2 separate regions of the Sus scrofa genome follow, and region 2 is linked to region 1. A link is a contact called in public Hi-C data. All regions are on one chromosome and are shown on one strand. Each heading gives the region's core, a stretch centred on a gene start, on an enhancer-like site or on the middle of the called end of the contact. The rest is flanking DNA. Distances are from core to core; before and after follow the strand shown. Region 1 has its middle 160 kb from the start of NRIP1. Region 2 overlaps NRIP1 (nuclear receptor-interacting protein 1).

Region 1 (3,234 bases), core at 209-2,708:
TCCCCTCCCCTCCTGCTGCCTCTGCATGAAGGTTTGGGCCAAAGCCTCCAGTCACATCTCTCTTGTTTCTTGGGTCCAGGAAATGAGACCATCATTGCTCACCCCAGTCCAAACTTGCTTTATCTCAGAGTTCAGTATCAGCTCGGTCCTTTGTCACCACGCTGCTGGGAGGATCTCTTTTGTACAAGAAAAGAAGGACAGAATGTTGGAAGGGAACTCTCCTTGACAGATGGGAATGAGAGTGGTGTGAGTAACTAACTGGAGGCAATAAAGGTGTTAGCGAATCGCAGGAGGGAAGAGCGGACCAGGATGACTGACTCTTCCACACGCTGCGTGTTGCACCAGTGCCAGGGAGAGTTGCCTATCTCAGCTTCAGTGTTAAGAGCATGTGGCTCCCGCAGATTCACAATGCATGCATCGGCTTTCTCAGCATCACAAGCACTGGCGGGGTCCTCATCCACCTGACAGGGCTACCATCTCTTTGCCACCCTCCTTTCCAAAGCCTGTTCTCCTGGTCATCCCTCCTTTCTTTGTCCTAGTTCTTTTGTTCTTCTCCCCTCTGTTCTTCACATCTCTCTACATGATTTCCTCCTCTTCCTTTGGGATTTTTGTCTTAAAGTAAGGAGAGTCTCATCATCACGGTCAAGCCAGTGTCATGTAACCAATTACCCTCAAATCTAGCTCTATCCTCCATGTTAAGAAAACCCAGCTGTTGCTAAGAATGGTGTATCTATACAGTGTTTGTGTATGAATCATAGCAAGAATTCTTAAGGCAAGAAGACTGCTGAACCAAAAACTGTCATAACACAAAAGATCTTGAATGATTATTACCTCCCCCCAACTACATTCCATTTGACAACCAAGCAAATCACGACTTGGAAAAGTTAAATGTGTTCCTGAGGTTATACCAACCATCAGAGTGAAGGGGTCACTTAGGACCTAGGCTTCTGAATTCCCTATTTTATGAATTTTAACATAAAAATAAAAGCTACGGATCCTCTAGACCTCTATGCTGCATCCCTCTACTACAGAAGCAAACACAGCGAAAGAATCAGGGATGCTCTTTTGTTCTCCTGTTAAGTGTCTAACCTCAAGGAAGTCACTCACCTCCCTGGTTCTCGGTACTCCCTTTCACAGCTGAGGAGCCTGGACAGATCATATAGTTACTTCTAGTTCCAAAATTCAATGACCCTTTAAGCTTAACTCCTTTCACCAGAATACCTGTCATTTCTAGGTAAATGGTGTTCTCAGTCCTTTCTGCTAAAAGAGGTTAAGTAAATAAAAAGGAAAGATCGGGCTCTGCTTTTGGCCTAAATTATAACTTCATGACCAAGGATGAAAGAAGTTAATAGCAATAAGAAAGCTTCCAGAGTCTACCATTTACAATTTAAATACTTTACTTGGGAGGTTAAAAGTTCAAAGTTGAGTCATAGTCTGAGGTGGCTCTGCTCTTTCTTTTTAATTATCTGAGGTCAGGAAGTTAATAATACCAGAAATCCCCAGTGGAGACCTCTTGTGCACTGTGTGAACTTTAAACTTGCTCATTTTTTTTTTAAGGGTAAAAAGTTCAGTAAAAACACAGTGGACTTTTCCTCTGAGCCTCCACCCATTCATCCCCCAAGGTCAAAAGTTGAACTGTAAAACAGAAACCCTTGTTCTCTGATCCACATTTAAACAGATCACTTATTAAAAGGTAAACATTCCAAATGCAAGCTAAGATCCAAAGTGAATCTGTTCAATAAAAATAAAAATATTGTAATAAAATGTCTTTGATCTTTATCACTTGACTTGGAATTGAACATCAGAACTTATTTTTTTGAATCTCAGAGAAAGAGCAGTCGGTAAAGCTTTTTCCTAACCTATCTCTGCCCTGAGATTGGCTTATCTGGAAAAGTTAGATCTAAGATATTTTTTAAATAATTGTGTTTACAGTCTCATCTTAAGGCAATTTTTACAATGAATTCTACATGATTTACATTTGTTTGTTTTGCTCAAAAACAGTTCAAGTGTGGTTTAAATCAGAAAGATTTAAAGGACTGTGGAATTAAGAGGTTTGCTGAAAATGAAGAGGGATGTGGAGAAAATAGAGAAATGGATGAATGAACACAATGAACCTCCTGGGAATAAGGAATGGACTATATTTGAAAACTTCAAATGTTAAAGTTCAAAAATGGAGCCATGAGAACAGTGGTAGAGCCCTAAATATGTACAGTTGACCCTCCATCTCTGCAGGTTCCACATCTTCAGATTCAACCAACCATAGATCAAAAATATTCAGAAAAAAAAATTCCTGAAAGCCCCATAGATGCCAAGGGACGGCTACATTTAATAAGGATAAGACTAGCTTTCTTAAAATAAAAATGGCAAATTTAAGAAGTATGGAAGAGCCAACTAAATACTAACCTAATCCAATCAATTTGCTTAGAAAAACTCCCTGAATCACCATTAGACTGTTATGGTATGTACCCCCAAAGTGTCCTTTTCTAATAAAGTAAATAATATATGTGTCTACTTTTTTTCAATGTATACTCTTTGAGAATGCTTTTCCTTAAAAAAAATAATAAATAAAAAGTCCATTCTGTGAATGAACATTTGCTCCAAAAATCTTTTAAGAAATCACCTGTGTCATAATTTATCCAAATATTTTTCTACCTTAATAATTTTTGGACAGCTTAATGAGAAAAGTAGAGAAAATAGTGAGAACCTTGAAATAAAGGTTTACAATGAACACATGCATAATAAAGACTTTTCACTGATGTCAGTTAAGTTCTTCGACTTTCTGATTAATTTTAACACAAACTAAAACTAGAAGATACAGCTCTGAAGAAATTGTGACCTAGACCCATTTACACTTGAAGTAATTTTCACAACATCCTCTGGGACTCCTGGATGCAGCTGGATGACCCAGACCCAGGAATGACAAGCCAGGAAGGAAGCGGGGAGAACACATGGGGCTACTTCCTCTTCTTAGGACTCCCCTCTCAACAGCTGTAAAGAAGGGTGGAAATTCCTTGTGAGTCAAAGTGTGACTTCAAAGTCAAGGATGCAATCTGAGAGACGTGATCATATTGATTAGGATGTTGACCAAAAGGAAGTCACTGCATTTAGAAGAGTCTCCAGGGAAAATCAGGTATTACATCAGGAGGTGAATGGCATCTGGACACTGCTCAGACACTTAAGCTGTTATATTCATGAGAATGACTTCTGGTTTCAATTCATCTTGTGAATATATTC
Region 2 (3,234 bases), core at 390-2,889, 89 kb after region 1:
AGTATAAATCCTATTAAATCCAACTACGTTTTTCCCATCCCCAAAATAGATTTGACATACAGACCTAAGCACAAGGTCAAGGTCACAGATCACTAAAAAAGATTACCAACAGAACTGATGAAACAGCTGGCATTAGATCAAAGCTCCTGGGGTTTTTAGTATACTTACTAGACACACTGCATTTACTCACAGGGTACACCCTGTTCTTAAAATGTTCCCCATCTTTGAGGACAAGATCTTCATGTACTTTTTTTTACAAAGTACGTTCTATTAAGAATGTTGCATTAGATCAAAGAGTAGGATAGAAAATCAGTGTATATATGTTTCAGAATCATGAGTTGTGTATGTCTGTAGGCCTGCATATTTATTTATTCATTTGTTCTAACTGATCCTTGCCAAGTGACAATTCTGAAATCAATTTAACTTGCAGGTTCCTGACTCAACCATGCTCCCCAACACTTCCAAGCCTTTGTACCACTTAAAATAGGAATTGTCTATTTTTTAGTATCTTGGGTCACTTCTTCCCAAATCCATAGATTTAAGTGCTAAAAATAGGTTGAATCAGAAAAATTTTACAATGCATCCTAATCTTCTGCAATAATTTTCAAAGTATACATATAGGAAGAAACTCTGCTTATCAATAAGAGCAACAAAGTGATTCTTAATGGAGTTTATTATTCAACAGTGTAATTATCTAACAAAACCATGCCTTTTGTTTCAGCTGTTCAAACAATATATTGAATTTATCTTAAATTACGTTTATAAAGTCAAGAGTTATGTGGTGAATGTCCTTACTGAAGCATTCTGACCAAGAAATTATTTTTAAGGATACATAAAATACTGTTGGGGTAAATGTGTAATATAAAAGCTTTCCTTGTTAAATCAAGCATCACACCTGCTGTAGCTTTATATAATTTTCAAATTATGATACATGTATATGCACCCATTATCAGTTTTTCATTTTGCAAAATTATTTTTGATCACTTAAATAGGTTTGAATGAAATACCAGAATTGTCCTATCCTAGAATGTCCACTAATTTCTCAATTACCAAGGAAAAGGGAAAAACAAATAAATTAAGTATCAGTGAAAACTGAACTTCCACAATTCTCTGGTGGTCTGGTGGGTTAAGGATCTGGCATCAGTGCTGTGGCTTGGGTCAGTGCTGTGGCTTGGGTCAGTGCTGTGGTGGGACTTAGATCCCTGGCCTGGGAAACTTGCACATGCTGTGGGCGTGCCTCCCCCTCCCCCAGCCAAAAAAAAAAGGGGGAAGAAAAGGAACTTTTTTTACCAGGCAGAAGCAGACCATGAGTATAACAAAATTATCAGTAATGGGCATCAATTCATACATCAAACTTTGATCACAAAACCTATAGATATATTTTCTATTTTAAACAGAATTACTTATAAAATATATTTTATATACAAAGTCTATTTAGAGGAATCATTTATCACTTAATTAATAATTATGTTCTTTAGGTGCTGCCTAGGTAAAAGTGCTGCCTTGCTTTGTGAACTCTGACTTGACTTGCCAAAAATGGTAAAATTATCATGACATCATGCTTCCTGGAACAGCCCAGAACACAAAGCTTTCTAGATTGAGGATTTTAGTCAGTCTGTGGCAGAGAATATCACTTACAGACCCTATCCATGGACAGAGAGAAGAGTGGTCACAGTGTAAAGGGAAGAAGCCAAGGAACCCCATTGGTTCCCACCCCAAGGGATTAATGAGCAAAACAATAAGAAAATGCACACTGTACCTGAAGAATTTCTATGTCTTCAAATAGTAACATGTAACATTAAAATACATTTTTCAACTAGGGAGATGAAGCTACTGGCACACCACTGGTAGGCTACTCACTTTAAATGGTTTCATTTTGACTGTGAAACTGCCACCCATACCTCTCTATAACGTCTCCTTTGCTCATCAGTATACACGGCAAATGTCTGAAGTAAAAACCTCAGGAACTGTAGCCAGTAACTGCCCATCTGAGACAGGCTGTGCTGCTGTCCAGGTCTCGGGCATACTCAGTCCAGGAGCAGGGAGAGTCCGCGTGATTTGCCTCGGCACCTGATACTCAGATACAGATTGGGCTGCGGGGTAGAAAGGAGGCTTTAGAAGAGGCTCTATGGGCTGGAGAAGAAGCAGGAAGAACAGTGCTGGTAACATAGGTCAGTGTCTTTCTGACTTCACTTTACTGGACTAAAAATGCTTCCGGGTAATTTTTACTTTGGCAACTGAGATCATTAGAAACAACTACTACTACCTACTATGAACGTTATTTAATAAAATTAAAACATTTTAACATCAAAAATTTAAATACTTTAGCTTTGTGAGAATCTCCGTTATATACATCATTCCTTCTCTCCTTCTCTCTCCCTTTCTCTCTTTCTCTCCTTTTCTCTCCCTTCTCTCTCCCTTCTTCTCTTCCTTTCTTTCTTTCTGTTTTTCTTTCTTTCTTTCTTTCTTTCTTTCTTTCTTTCTTTCTTTCTTTCTTTCTTTCTTTCTTCCTTCCTTCCTTCCTTCCTTTCTTTCCTTTCTTTCTCTTTTCCTTCCCTTTCCTCTTTCCTTTCCTTTTTAGATAAAAAAGATATAGGGACTGGCACATATATGCCATACCTCTCTGTTTGTTCAATTCCACCATCACTTAAGTTCTTATATCAATATTTACTCTATATTTTGCTTTATTATTTTGGTACTTACTGTGCTTTCAATTATAGCATTTATATAAAATGAATAATGTGTTTTATATTTAAATCCTTGCCATTACACATGAGGATATGACTAAGACATAACCATGGGAAAAATAATGTGACGTAGAATAAAAAGAATAAAAAGTTCTTGACAGAACTTTCTGCTCAGTGTCCTTCTCCCCTTTCACCCACACAATCCTTACCATCATCATCACTTGATAAAATATATCAGAGTTAAAAATGCATCATATAACAATGCTCCATTTGCTGATAATCAAGCTCAAGGAATAAAATCTTTTACAGTCTGTAAGTCTCAGCTGAGGACTCACCCCTTCCCTCCTTGGGCAGCCTTCCCTGAACTATGCAGGCTGGGGACCTGCAGGACTCCCCAGCACTACTCAGTACATCTTTCAATCATCTCATTACAAAACTGCATTTTGCGCCGTTTATGCGTGGCCCTCAACTAGAGTGTAAAGCTCTTCTGGGCAAGGAGTCCACCTCTGTTGTCTTATATCCCAGCACCTGGCAGGGATCACATTCC

Evidence for each region. Hi-C and Micro-C count contacts between places; a contact is called where the count stands out from the background.
Region 2: a Hi-C map of liver shows a contact between it and region 1, with 6 times the contacts expected there. The contact joins two enhancer-like sites. A contact is called at or near these places in 4 of 47 Hi-C or Micro-C datasets (embryonic fibroblasts, liver and skeletal muscle) and 1 of 2 datasets of contacts at active chromatin or transcription factors (alveolar macrophages).

What each region holds. Positions count from the first base shown.
Region 1 is chr13:179,751,888-179,755,121 of Sscrofa11.1, forward strand. No RefSeq gene overlaps it. Among named protein-coding and RNA genes, the nearest start is that of NRIP1, 160 kb to the right of the region's middle. Within about 2 kb of position 1,459, at least 8 of the 83 cell types and tissues checked have an H3K27ac peak or open chromatin away from gene starts, as enhancers often do. A contact at or near this core is called in liver, where this site is marked.
Region 2 is chr13:179,840,617-179,843,850 of Sscrofa11.1, forward strand. All of the region lies in intron 2 of NRIP1 (nuclear receptor-interacting protein 1), which reads right to left. Among named protein-coding and RNA genes, the nearest start is that of NRIP1, 74 kb to the right of the region's middle. Within about 2 kb of position 1,640, at least 13 of the 83 cell types and tissues checked have an H3K27ac peak or open chromatin away from gene starts, as enhancers often do. A contact at or near this core is called in liver, where this site is marked.